Regions from separate parts of the Hordeum vulgare genome. Here region 2 is linked to region 1. Evidence: chromatin contacts called from public Hi-C data. All regions are on one chromosome and are shown on one strand. Each heading gives the region's core, a stretch centred on a gene start, on an enhancer-like site or on the middle of the called end of the contact. The rest is flanking DNA. Distances are from core to core; before and after follow the strand shown. Region 1 holds the start of LOC123413479 (1-phosphatidylinositol-3-phosphate 5-kinase FAB1A-like). Region 2 holds the start of LOC123407396 (ferredoxin, chloroplastic).

The links. A called contact is a pair of places that touch in the nucleus more often than the background predicts.
Region 2: a Hi-C map of seedling shows a contact between it and region 1, with 5 times the contacts expected there. The contact joins the promoter of LOC123407396 here to the promoter of LOC123413479 in region 1. A contact is called at or near these places in 2 of 6 Hi-C or Micro-C datasets (leaf and seedling).

What each region holds. Positions count from the first base shown.
Region 1 is chr7H:441,244,326-441,250,132 of MorexV3_pseudomolecules_assembly, reverse strand. It overlaps LOC123413479 (1-phosphatidylinositol-3-phosphate 5-kinase FAB1A-like), which reads left to right and starts at 2,153. Exons shown (of 12, transcript XM_045106420.1): 1 at 2,153-2,235; 2 at 3,083-3,203; 3 at 3,798-4,502; 4 at 4,602-4,746; 5 at 4,841-5,188. The coding sequence starts at 3,178.
Region 2 is chr7H:441,447,496-441,453,302 of MorexV3_pseudomolecules_assembly, reverse strand. LOC123407396 (ferredoxin, chloroplastic) reads right to left here and starts at 2,160. Exons shown (of 1, transcript XM_045100521.1): 1 at 1,142-2,160. The coding sequence starts at 1,856. The coding sequence ends at 1,425.

The sequences.
Region 1 (5,807 bases), core at 904-3,403:
AGCCCCACGCCGCTGCGTGCTATCCGAGAAGCCGCCAACAATAGCAACAAGGGAGGAGGCAGTGAAGGACAAGGTAATGGTAAAGTCACACAAATCCTATAGTTGTCGTGGCCGCGACAACCCACGAGGGATGCCGTATTTTTCTCGCTTGACAAGACATATGTATTCATGACTTACCCGTTACCAACACTTACAATTACAAAACTAAACGTATCCGTTTCAACTTGATTGGATTAAACGATAAAATCATGACTTGGCACAATGGACATTTGTCAGCTGAATAATAACATGCAAAGCTCTTGCTTGTTCTTTATGAAAAAGAAAAAGACTAGTGGATATTTGAATTCTTCTACAAAGGAAAGAGCCCAGGGCGAACGCCAACGTTGTTGCTTATAAAAATGAGAAGTTAAGTAGGATAAGCCCAATGGCAAGGTTTTGCAAACATATGCCAAAGACATGCACATCAATCCCACCGAATGGGAGTTACCATGAAGGTATTTACGAGATGCGAAATATTACAATATGAACAAACCGTTCTTCCCGTTGAAAAAAAACACATAATACCTATCTTCAAGTAGTAGTTTTTTTTTTTTTTTTTTTTTTTTGCAAATAAGGAAAAAAAAAACAGTCTGTTGAATTTGCCGTGTGAAGGCTGTTCCATTTGTTGCCCCGGTCGTCGTCAGGTCACGGCCGCTAGTGACCAAGGACCAACCAACCAAACCGTGTCGGCGCTATCTGCTGCGTTGCGTGCCACAATAGATTAACACAGCAACCCCCCAAAAAAAAACTGCAAAATACCCCACGCACCATAGATTACAATAATTTCGCTGAAAAAAATACAGTATACTGTATATAGGAGTACTAATTCTCTGAACTAAGATGTCAGTCAGGCCCATTTTTCCCTATACATATCTTTATCGTGCGTTCTGCCGCTGAAGGGGAAGAAGGTAGAAGAAGTCCGGAAACTGTTGAAATTTGGAGGTGGGCCTTAGGCCCACTAGAGAATTTCAGAAAAATCTAAAGGGCCCATGTAGGTGGTGGCATGGCAAGGTGGTGGGAGTTTAGTCCCACCCCGCTAGTGGAGGAGAGTTTGGACCCCTTTATAAGGGTCTCTCTTCCACATGCTATTGGAGAGTGAGAAGAGAAGGTGCCCTCGCGCACTCCTCCTCCGCCGCCCGCCTCGCCACGCCACGCCTCGTCACGACGCGCCGCGGGTTGCGGGAATGAGCCGAGCCCATACCTACGCGCTTATTTTTGCCGGTCAGGAACGGAGAATACGTAACGGACAAGGAAACGATCCGAGACGTCGGATCGTGATCGTTACCGACTCGGACTCTTCCACCCAGCCGTCTTTATAAGCACGCGATCGCCTACCCTAGCCGTCACGAAATCAGATCACATCTGCCTCACGCGTTCGTTCCTTGAACTGCTGCTGCCGCCGGCGACTCCGTCCCGTTTACCGCGTACACGGTCGACGGGAGAGCAGGCCTCCGAAACCTCGCCTCTCCGGTTCCTGTACGGGAGAGGGGCGATTAGGTTTTTGGGGAGCGATCACGCGACTGCTCGCCTCCGTCCGTCTGCTTCGTCTACGTCCGCGTCGCCCTCGTCATCGCCATGTCTTCACCAAGCGAAGCTGATCGTCTCCGCGAGGAAGCCGAAAAGAAGACGGCAGAGGATACTGCCTCTGCCGCCGCCGCCGCCGCTGCTGCTACGGCCAACTGGCCGATTGGAGGGTATGACTCGTTTATCCTCTTGTTCGTATTTATTCTAGCAGTACTACTTGTTTGCATAGATGTATCCACTATATGCGTAGTATGTGCTAGGTTAGCTCAACATCAGTATGTCATTAGTCTAGTCAATGCCATGCTAGTTATTATTTTGTGGATTAATCTACTCGGAAAATTGCCTATTTACTCAACAGAAACAAGATTAATATACGAGCCGTGCAGGTGGCGTGGGGTCCAGCGCGAGGTGGAGGACAAGTATTTCTTTCGTGCGCTGCGCCCGCTCCCTCCTTCTCCTCCCCCCTGCTCTTTTTCTTCTCCCCTCGTGTCGTCGCCTTTCCATCCTCGTTCGCCCGCCGTTCGCGACCGCATCTCCTCTCCGCTCTATTCTTCCACGCGCACGCGCGCAGGCCACCGGACCAACTCCTGCTCGCCAATACATCCGTCGGCCCGCGAGGCCGCCCCGACGCCGACGAGCTGAACGTCGCCGCGGAGCTCCCCCGCGCGCGCGGTAAGGCGGAGGTCCACTCCCCTCCCCTTGTCCCCTTCTCTTGCGATTTTCCGGTCATTTCTCGGTTGTTGTCGTCGTCTTCGTTGCTCATCGGGTGGGGGTCGGACGAACTTGGAAGAACATACATACCACATACCGTACGTACGTGCGTGCGTGCGTACCTACGTAGCAGTAGGTAGGTCGTGGGCATGGCCTATGGGTGCAGGAGGAGGAAGGGACGGGTTTCAAACTTTGAATTGGGGATTGGGATGTTTCTGTCGCGGCGCCTGACCCGGGGCCGTTGCTGACCTGGACCCACGCGCTTGGATACTTCCTTCTTCAATATCTGCCCTTTTTTATTTTCCTTCCTCTTCCTGTGTGGGGTTTGTTGCGCCATCATAGGGGAGACAGCCTGGCCGTGGCCGTGGCCGGCCTTTGGATTGATCGCCGCAATTGCTTCGATTCCAACTACTACTACCTGGGAGTACTACTACTACTATCCTCATCCTTCTCTACCTTTTCTTCCCCTTTTGATTTGATTTGATAGTGCAAGTAGTAGTAGTATAGGATCCGGCTTCAGTTTCCCCGCCCGCTTCGGCGTCGACTGCGCGGTTCGGTTTCCATTTCGCGCGATCCGAATCAAGCGCCGCTCGATTCCGGCGTCCTCATCGTGAGCACCGGTGGACGGACGCGTTTCGTTTCTGGGCTCAATTTTTCGTTTGCCTTGGGAGTTGAGATTGCTTTTAATTTCTGTTTCCCTGTCGGTTGGTGGGTTTCGATTTTTGAATTGACCGAGTAGTTGTGATTTCTTGTCTTCAATTAATATAATGGACTGATTGCTTCCTTCCTTCCATGCTGAACTGGTCAGGTCAAGGCCATACACACCCAGAGATCTGAGGCGTCAGGAGCAGGAAGAGGAGGAGGAGGAGCCAGGGCATGTGACGGCCCCCCTCGTCGGTGGACATGTGCCCGGACATGAATCCACGAAGGTAGTGCTTCATTCCCACGACTCCATTGGTCTGAATAGTATACCGTTCATACTATGCACATGTTCAGATGCTCAGCGGGAGCTCTGCCTGAACACTGCCAACTGTGTAACCTCAGATACACCTGCTCATTACGTTATTATGTCTGAACAAGGCCAGCTGCAGCCTCAGACACTTATTTAGGCGTATGCAGTGTACCACACTTGCTTAGCCTTGTTTTAGATAATAGTGGAAGAGAATTCTCGCCCCGTCCGAATATGCACGCGACCAACCTTGCTTAGCCATTAATTCACCAGAGTCTTTTGTTCAGCATCGAGACACTTCAATTTTTCTGTTTCTCGTTTTGTACGCCTGAAAGGTTGGTCAATATCGCCGACAAGAACCTGACACCTGTGTTTGGGGGGTCATGCTCAAGGAAGATATCTTTGTTCATTTCTCCAGCCAGCTAAGCTCGTAGATATTTAACCTGGATAACCTAGTTTGGTAGAGAAATGCCCTTGAGGCAAGGGAACTGTCTTGCCAGGTATTTTGTGTGTCTGCGTCTGGGTGCTTTTTAAATTCCGTTCTGAACCAGTCATGTTCTTTTGGTAATGACAGGGAGGTTGTATCAGAGGTTTTAGATGGTAATCTTACCCCTCACCGCCTGCATGATGCTGATCATCTGGGACAGAATCGGACCAGGAATCCTTCTAAGTCTAGTAGCAATAATCTGTACACAGACGACAATTTCTTCTCCGACACTTCATCACTGCACAAACATGAAGACGTCAGCAGCGATCCATCTGCCTCCTCTGTCGGCTCGGGTAGGTCTGGTGATGATTCTGATGGGGCTGAAAGTACCAACGGCAAAATCAACAATACAGACCTCCCAGGTTTTGAAAATTATAGCATTTGGATACCTCCTAAAGCAGCAGATAAGGGAGATGAGACTGATAGTGTTGCCGGAAACATTGCTTATGACGACGACGATGATGATTATGGTGATGGAATAAAGTGGGGCCAGTCAAGTTTCCCAGCCACTGGCGAGGAACATGAGGAAAGCCCCAATCCTAGGGACGGACGAGAAAATGCAATGCTGGGAGCTATGAATGGGCAGCTCAAGATACTTGTCAGCCGGTTTCTGGCCTCTGCTGGTATCCCCTTCGGAAAAGGAGAGAGTACTGAGAGTTGGCTTGATATTGTGACCTCCCTGTCGTGGGAAGCTGCACTTCTTATTAAACCTGATGCAAAAATCGGCAATGAAATGGACCCTGGATCTTACATCAAGGTCAAATGTGTAGCATCTGGTACTCGTTGGCAAAGGTGAAACATTTGTCAGCTAATTTTTTATTTAAAGATTGTCTAATTTCTATTTGCATGCTAGATTGATTATAAACCTTCACCTTTTAACTTTGATTGCAGTGAGGTGATAAAGGGGCTAGTCTTCAAAAAGAACACTGCTCATAAGCACATGCCGACCAATTGTCACAATCCTAGGTTGCTTCTACTGAAAGGTGTACTTGGGCATTCTGATGTTGGTTTATCGTCGTTTAATTCAATGGATCAGGTTGGATATTACATACATATGCCTTTTGACAGTAAATTTAGTTCTCCCTTTTCCTGTAGAAGATGACCTTCTATTTTATGCCTTCAATAATTAGGAAAAAGGCCATCTGGAGAGGACTATAAGTAAAGTGATGGAAATATGCAGTCCCAATGTTATAATGGTTGAGAAAACTGTTTCACGAGACATACAGGAGCTTCTACTAAAAGAAGGTTGTACACTGATTCTTGATATGAAGCTCAGCCGCTTGCAAAGGATTGCACGCTGCACAGGTTCTCCCATAATATCATTTCCAGAAGTTTTGGATCAACCGAAGCTGAAGCAGTGTGACTACTTCCATACTGAAAAATTCATTGAAGAGCATAACATTGCCAGTGAAGGTGGGAAGAGACTATCTAAAACATTAACCTTCTTGGAAGGTTTTCCCAGGCCATTGGGTTGCACGGTATGTCTACTTAGCTATGATTACCTGTATGGTGCGTTTATACAATCTTTTCAGTTTCATTCTTCTTTTTTATGCTACATTATTTCTTTCATCCGAAAGTAAAATGAATAAATTATGCTAGTTTTTCTTATGTATATTCTTCCTGATCAAGACATCCTTCTGTATGAGCGTGGAACCAAAAAGCAAACGTTATTCTAGCTTACGGTCGATGTGTCTATTATGTTGCTTAATAGTTGGCATTTATACTATGTAATAACATGATCTCTATACCTTTTCAGTTATGAGGGAGAGAATAACATTGTCGGTATTTGTAGTATCTTAAAACATGAGGAATGAGCTGCTCCTTGCTTGTATTTCGGAAGGGCATGCCAAACATAGCGATAAAATGCTTGGTTATGTGTTTTTGGTATTGTTTTGCTTGCTACTTTTCTTAACTTTCTAGTCCCTTTTGATTTTATCTATTAGGGCTGCTAATTTTTGTTACGTAGGTTTTTTGTTCCTGTTGCGTTTTCGGTTTTGTACTTCGCGCCATCTTGGTTCACTCCTCAAAAGAAAACAAATGTGTGTTAGACAAAAATTATAGCAGTAAAACTTGGCAGGAGCTAGGTAAACTTGTGGT
Region 2 (5,807 bases), core at 911-3,410, 200 kb before region 1:
ATCTCCATCTAAGGCCCTGTTTGGAACCATCCAGATTATATAATCCAGTTTCTATAATCTATTTTGTCTTCAAACAGGACAGCTTATGGTGTAGATTATAAAAACTAGATGGATATATTATTAAAAACTCATAATCTAGTCTATACCAGCTAAAATCAGATTATGGATTGCTAATGATCTATTACCCTTGTAAAGTTGGAGATAATTACATTCCTACCACCGCCACCCTTTTTTTTTTTTAAACAGAGGGCAGACAGGTCATTATGCAATGTAAAATCTGGATTACAGTTTATATAATCCGGCCTCCAAACATGTCCATCTAGATTATTTTTATAAACCAGATTATATAATCTATCTTCATAATCTAGATTATTATAATCTACTCCCTCCGTTCCTAAATATAAGTCTTTTAAGCGATTTCACTAGTGGACTACATACGGAGCAAAATGTGTGAATCTACACTCTAAAGTATGTTTATATACATCTGTATGTAGTTTTTTAGTGGAATCTTTAAAAAGACTTATATTATGGAACGGAGGGAGTATTATAGTTCCAAACAGGGCCTAAGTCATCCAAGTGACTAACATGATAACTTGAGAAAGAGTAGGTCATCACGAGCCCTCCCCCCGGCAGTCGAAACAAGAACATGGTACAATCGTTTTAAAACACAACATGTTGGGGGTTTATAAAACCATTATGATGATCAACAACGAGGGTAGATGGTTCCACATCTAATGAAGTAAGACATCGATTTGTTATTTCTGACACTATGTTGCAAGGTTTCGACTTCACGGTGCATGTCACATATGGTTTAATTCAATTGCATTCACCTACAATCTCTGTACAAACTGTGACAAAGTGTATATAGCATCTCTGTACTAATCAATAGAGTAATATTCTATTTGATGTTAGAGTGGTTTCTAGAAAGGGGGTTGAAGACATTGTGACCTACCTTACTGTTTATTAATTTCAAGGTGCCCCCAAACACAATTCAAGAGCTACCTAGTGCGACGATGCATCATCAAAAATACATAAATGAGAAACAAGGCAAGGCATAACGCGGCGAAGCAATCAACTTGCAGCAACAAAACTTCAACATCAACCACCACCGTTAGCAACCAACATTCAGCAGTCTCTTATCTTAAGTAAAAAAGAAGATATTATTAATCAGAGAGACACCTCAGCCATCAGGATTCATTTCAGTACGTTGAATTAAGTACACGCTAGTATTACGACAGTAGTATATCTTACGGTACAAAAAGGTAGTAATTCGAAGACATTATTACTGGAGCAAACCATGCATCGAGCAATTCATTCGAGCACAAACAAATCGGTGTATCTGGCGATATCCATGCATGCATGCATGATGGGAGATAATATGATATCAGCTCGATCTTGTTGCAAAGAGAGGCAGGGTAAGCAGCTTATGCGGTGAGCTCCTCCTCCTTGTGGGTCTCGATGACGATGTCGGACTTGGGGTAGGCGTGGCAGGTGAGCACCCACCCTGCCTCCATCTGGTCGTCGTCGAGGAAGCTCTGGTCGGACTGGTCGATCTCGCCGGACACCAACTTGCCGGCGCAGGAGGAGCAGGAGCCGGCGCGGCAGGAGTAGGGCAGGTCGATGCCCTCCTCCTCGGCCTGGTCCAGGATGTAGACGTCGTCGGGGACCTCCAGCTCCACCTCGCCCTCGGGCGTCACCAGCTTCACCTTGTACGTCGCCTGCGCGCGGAGCCTGGCTCCCCGCACCTGCTTGGCGGCGGCGAGGCTGAGGGCCGCGGGCGCAAGGGCCACGCGGGGCGCCGGTGGCGCCACAGCGCGCACGGAGAAGGGCGCGCGGAGGCTCAGTGCGGCGGCCATTGGTGGCTAGCTGGAGCTAAGATGCTCTAGGTGTGGCTGAGGAGCGGATGAGAGGTGGAGCTAGGGGATGGAGGAGTGAGGGGGGCGGGAATAAGTAAGGGATTGGAGGGTGGGTGCCATGTGGAGGGGAGGGAGTGGGCGTCTTATCTTCGGTTGGATGGACGGGGCGACGAGGATCACACGCTGCTCATCTCGTCGTCGTCGAGGGGCGTGTGGCCGGCGAGATCCATCGGGGACATCCGCGTGACGTCGAGCTGGGCCAAATGAAAAGCGATCAAAGATTCACGAAAGTTAAATTGGTTGGAGGTGAGTGAGTCGCTCCATGTGTGTGGCTACTACGTACAGTAGCTCGGAACTACTTGAGGTGGGAGTAAACTGTAACGTGTTTGAAAGAAAAATGTAATAGTAAGAGCATTTTCAACTACTCGTCACAGTGAACAACTCTTCTCAGCAGCAGCGACACTCAAACCATCCTAAAAAATGATGCCTTTAAAAAAAAATCGGTGCACAAGCGTCATCGTCGTCCGATCCAAGATCTTAGGTTTTCTCCCTTAAAAAGACCGAGCTCTCGAAACAATACCTTCATCAAGGTAATATGAGGAGTATTTAATCAAAAACTACTACAATTCACGCCAACGTGCCCAGGAACTATCACAATTCGTTTTTGCGCCAAAAACTATCAATTTTTTTTTGCTAATCTGTGACTAAAAACAATCAAGTCTGCAAAACGCCTCATTTGGCTCGTTTAAACTCATTATGACAGGGTTGGCCCACATGTCAGGACGGAAAAGTCAGCACCGTTAAGTTTGCCGTCACCGGAGAAAGAGATCGAGACGGCGGCGGCCTTCACCGGAGGTGGAGAAGATGAAGTACGGCGGCGGTGCGACCGGATCTGGAGGAGACGACGCGATCTACACGCAGCACTCCGGCATGAGCAGGGCGGCGGGGAGGTCCGGGAGAGGCGGAACCAGGGCGACGCCTGCCGGATCTGGTGACGGCGAGACGCTGGCGACGACCGCTCGAGGCGAGGCCATGGCGATGGACGGCGCGGGGCGGTTCACGGGGCAACGAGGCTGCGCCAGGGAGGCGAGGCGGTGGGATCCAACCACGGCAGGGTCCACGACGGGAGGCCTTCGGCCGCGAGGCGCGGGGCGGCCGCCGCTCGGTGCGAGGGCATGGAGACTGGCAGCGTGGGGCGGTTCGCAGGACGCCGGGATCCGACGGCGACGTGGTCGGCGACAAGGAGGCCTGCCGACGGCGAGGCACGGGGCGGCCGCCGCTTTGGGCGAGGCCATGGCGACGGCGGCGGGGCTGCGCCAGGTAGGTTAATGGAGTAGTTAACGGATTAGGATAAAAGGCATTTCAAAGAGGCTAATGGAGCAATATTCACACTTGGTAGTTTTTTGCCACTGATTAGGATAAAAATGGTAGCTTTCGGCACAAAAACGTATAGTAGTAGTTTCTAGGCACGTTTCCATGAATTATGGTGGTTTTTGGTTAAATACTCTAATATAAGGCACAAAACGAAAGTTAGACCTTAGGTTTTCACCTTGAAAGTGATGACTCGGCACCTGAGGAGCACCACCAAAAATGATATTCTCGAGTGTTGTCGGTCATCCATCGTTACTCACATACTCCCTCCGTTCCTAAATATAAGACCTTTTAGAGATTGCACTATAAACTACATACGGATGTACATAGACATATTTTAGAGTATAGATTCACTCATTTTGCTCCGTGTGTAGTCTTATAGTGAAATTCCTAAAAGGTCTTATATTTTGGAACGGAGGAAGTATATTTCAAACACTTTTCCAACAAAGCAGATGAAACTCATGCAAACACAACGGATTTCATATAAACCGGACTAAATTCATTGCATTTTGGACATATTTGAACTAAAATAGGTAAAACTATGTGCACGTCTGGTCGCGTGGAGCTCCATTCTAACGACATGGATACCCTACACTAATCTATGGCCGAGCGCTGCGGATCCCTTTGTCTGCCTCATGTCCGGCAGCCTGCTCATCGGACTATCGGGAGCCCCAGAGGTATACCCCCCCCCCCAATTATGTGCTAGAATTTTATAATTTTGGGCCAGCCCAATGACCTTTTTCAGAATTTCTAATAAATCCTAGAGGCCCACTTAGCCCACTCGTGCAAGGCAAGAGGAGGGACTAAAGTTTAGTCCCACATTGCTAGTTTGGTAGGAGTTGGACCTCCTTATAAGAAAGGATGTTTCCACACATGTATGAGCATGAGAACAAGAGAGACATACACGCACGCTCCTCCTCCTCCGCCGCCCGTCTCGCCTCGTCACGAAACGGGGTATCTATGATATTTCTATATATATATATAGGATATGATATATAATATGACATCCGATTTGTCAAAGGGATTGGATTCGTGACTTACCCATTCAATGACTTTGGCACTGGACGTTCCAAAAACAGGTACTATCGGATCGGGTGAATTAGAGAATAGACAGAGTTCCGTTGGCATTTCAGCCAGAGAATGCAGTACCTCTTGGTCCTGAATATCAGAATAGGACGAACGAACCGTCCTCTGCGGATATCTTTGCTTCAGAACAAAACCCTGCAATCAAATAGATTGTCTCAAGGGCACCATATTCTAGGAGCCCAAGTTATGCTATTGAAAATTCGTTCCTCTAGCAGTTCCGGTTTGAGCATTTCGTTCCCTTTTTCAAACTCCACTTATTTTCATATAGCAATCCCTGATCAAAGAGAGAACAATATCTATTTCAAAACATTTATAACAGATTCCTTAGTTTGGACCGACGAAGTAATGTCACTCGACTATTATCAACCTGACTGCAATCTCTTTTGCTTCGCCTCCCGATGTTGCGTGCCTGCCTCCTTCTCATGGGCCTATAAAAGACAGGTCGCTCCTCTCCAGAGAGACACACGAGAATACCATCTTCCTCATGCCAACGAGTTCCAATCTCTGAGCTACTGCTAGCTTTTCCCCGCCCCGGCTTGCGACGTGCACCGCAGGTCGGAACAGTAGGCCTCCGAAACCCCGTCTCTTTGAGTCATGTACTGGAGAAGGGCGATAAGGTTTTTGGGGAGCGCTCAATGCGACTACTGGCTTTTCCATCACGAACGCTGACGACTACTTCCCGGATGACGACTTCTTCCCCGACATCGACAGCCTCTTCGGCAACATGGCCAATGACGACGTCAACGCAAATCCCACTATAGCTGCTGCTCCAACTCAGTATGTTCTCGTGTTCTTCTTGTTTGAGTTCCTGCCACAACTTCTTGTTATAGTTTCTTTTCTAGATATGTTTCGTTCCTGCTCATCACTTCATATGCTACTTGCATACTCTGTGTATAATCGACTGGCTTGTCTTATAATTGCTATGGTAGTCATGATTCATCTACTATTTCTGCTAGTAAAATCACTTGGTAAATCGCTCATATTTCCAACAATCCGAAGACCTTATTTTAGGAAATTTACCCCGAGTGGTTTTGCTGCTTCCATGAGGCCTCCTATGTTCGAGGGTGTGCACTATAAGAGATGGTGTGTAAGGGATGTTCTATGGTTTCAAACCATGAGCTGCTACGATGCCACTCTTGGCAAACCTGAAGGAATTCTTGATCCTCAACAGGAATTCGCTTTTCAGAAAATTGATACCTTGTTTAAGGATGCTCTCTTGAGTATTCTTGGTGAGAACATTGTTGATGCTTATGCGTCAATTGACAATGGAAAGATATGTGGAGCGTGCTCGAGGCCAAGTTTGGAGTCTCGAATGCTGGCACTAAGCTGTATATCATGGAACAATTCTATGAATAAAGATGACTGATGAGCGTTCTGTGGTTGAACAAGCTCACGAGATACAATCATTTGCTGGAGAACTTGAGAACTTCAATTGTATGTTACCGGTGAAGTTTGTTGCCGGAGGTATTATTACTAAGCTTCCTCCTTCATGGA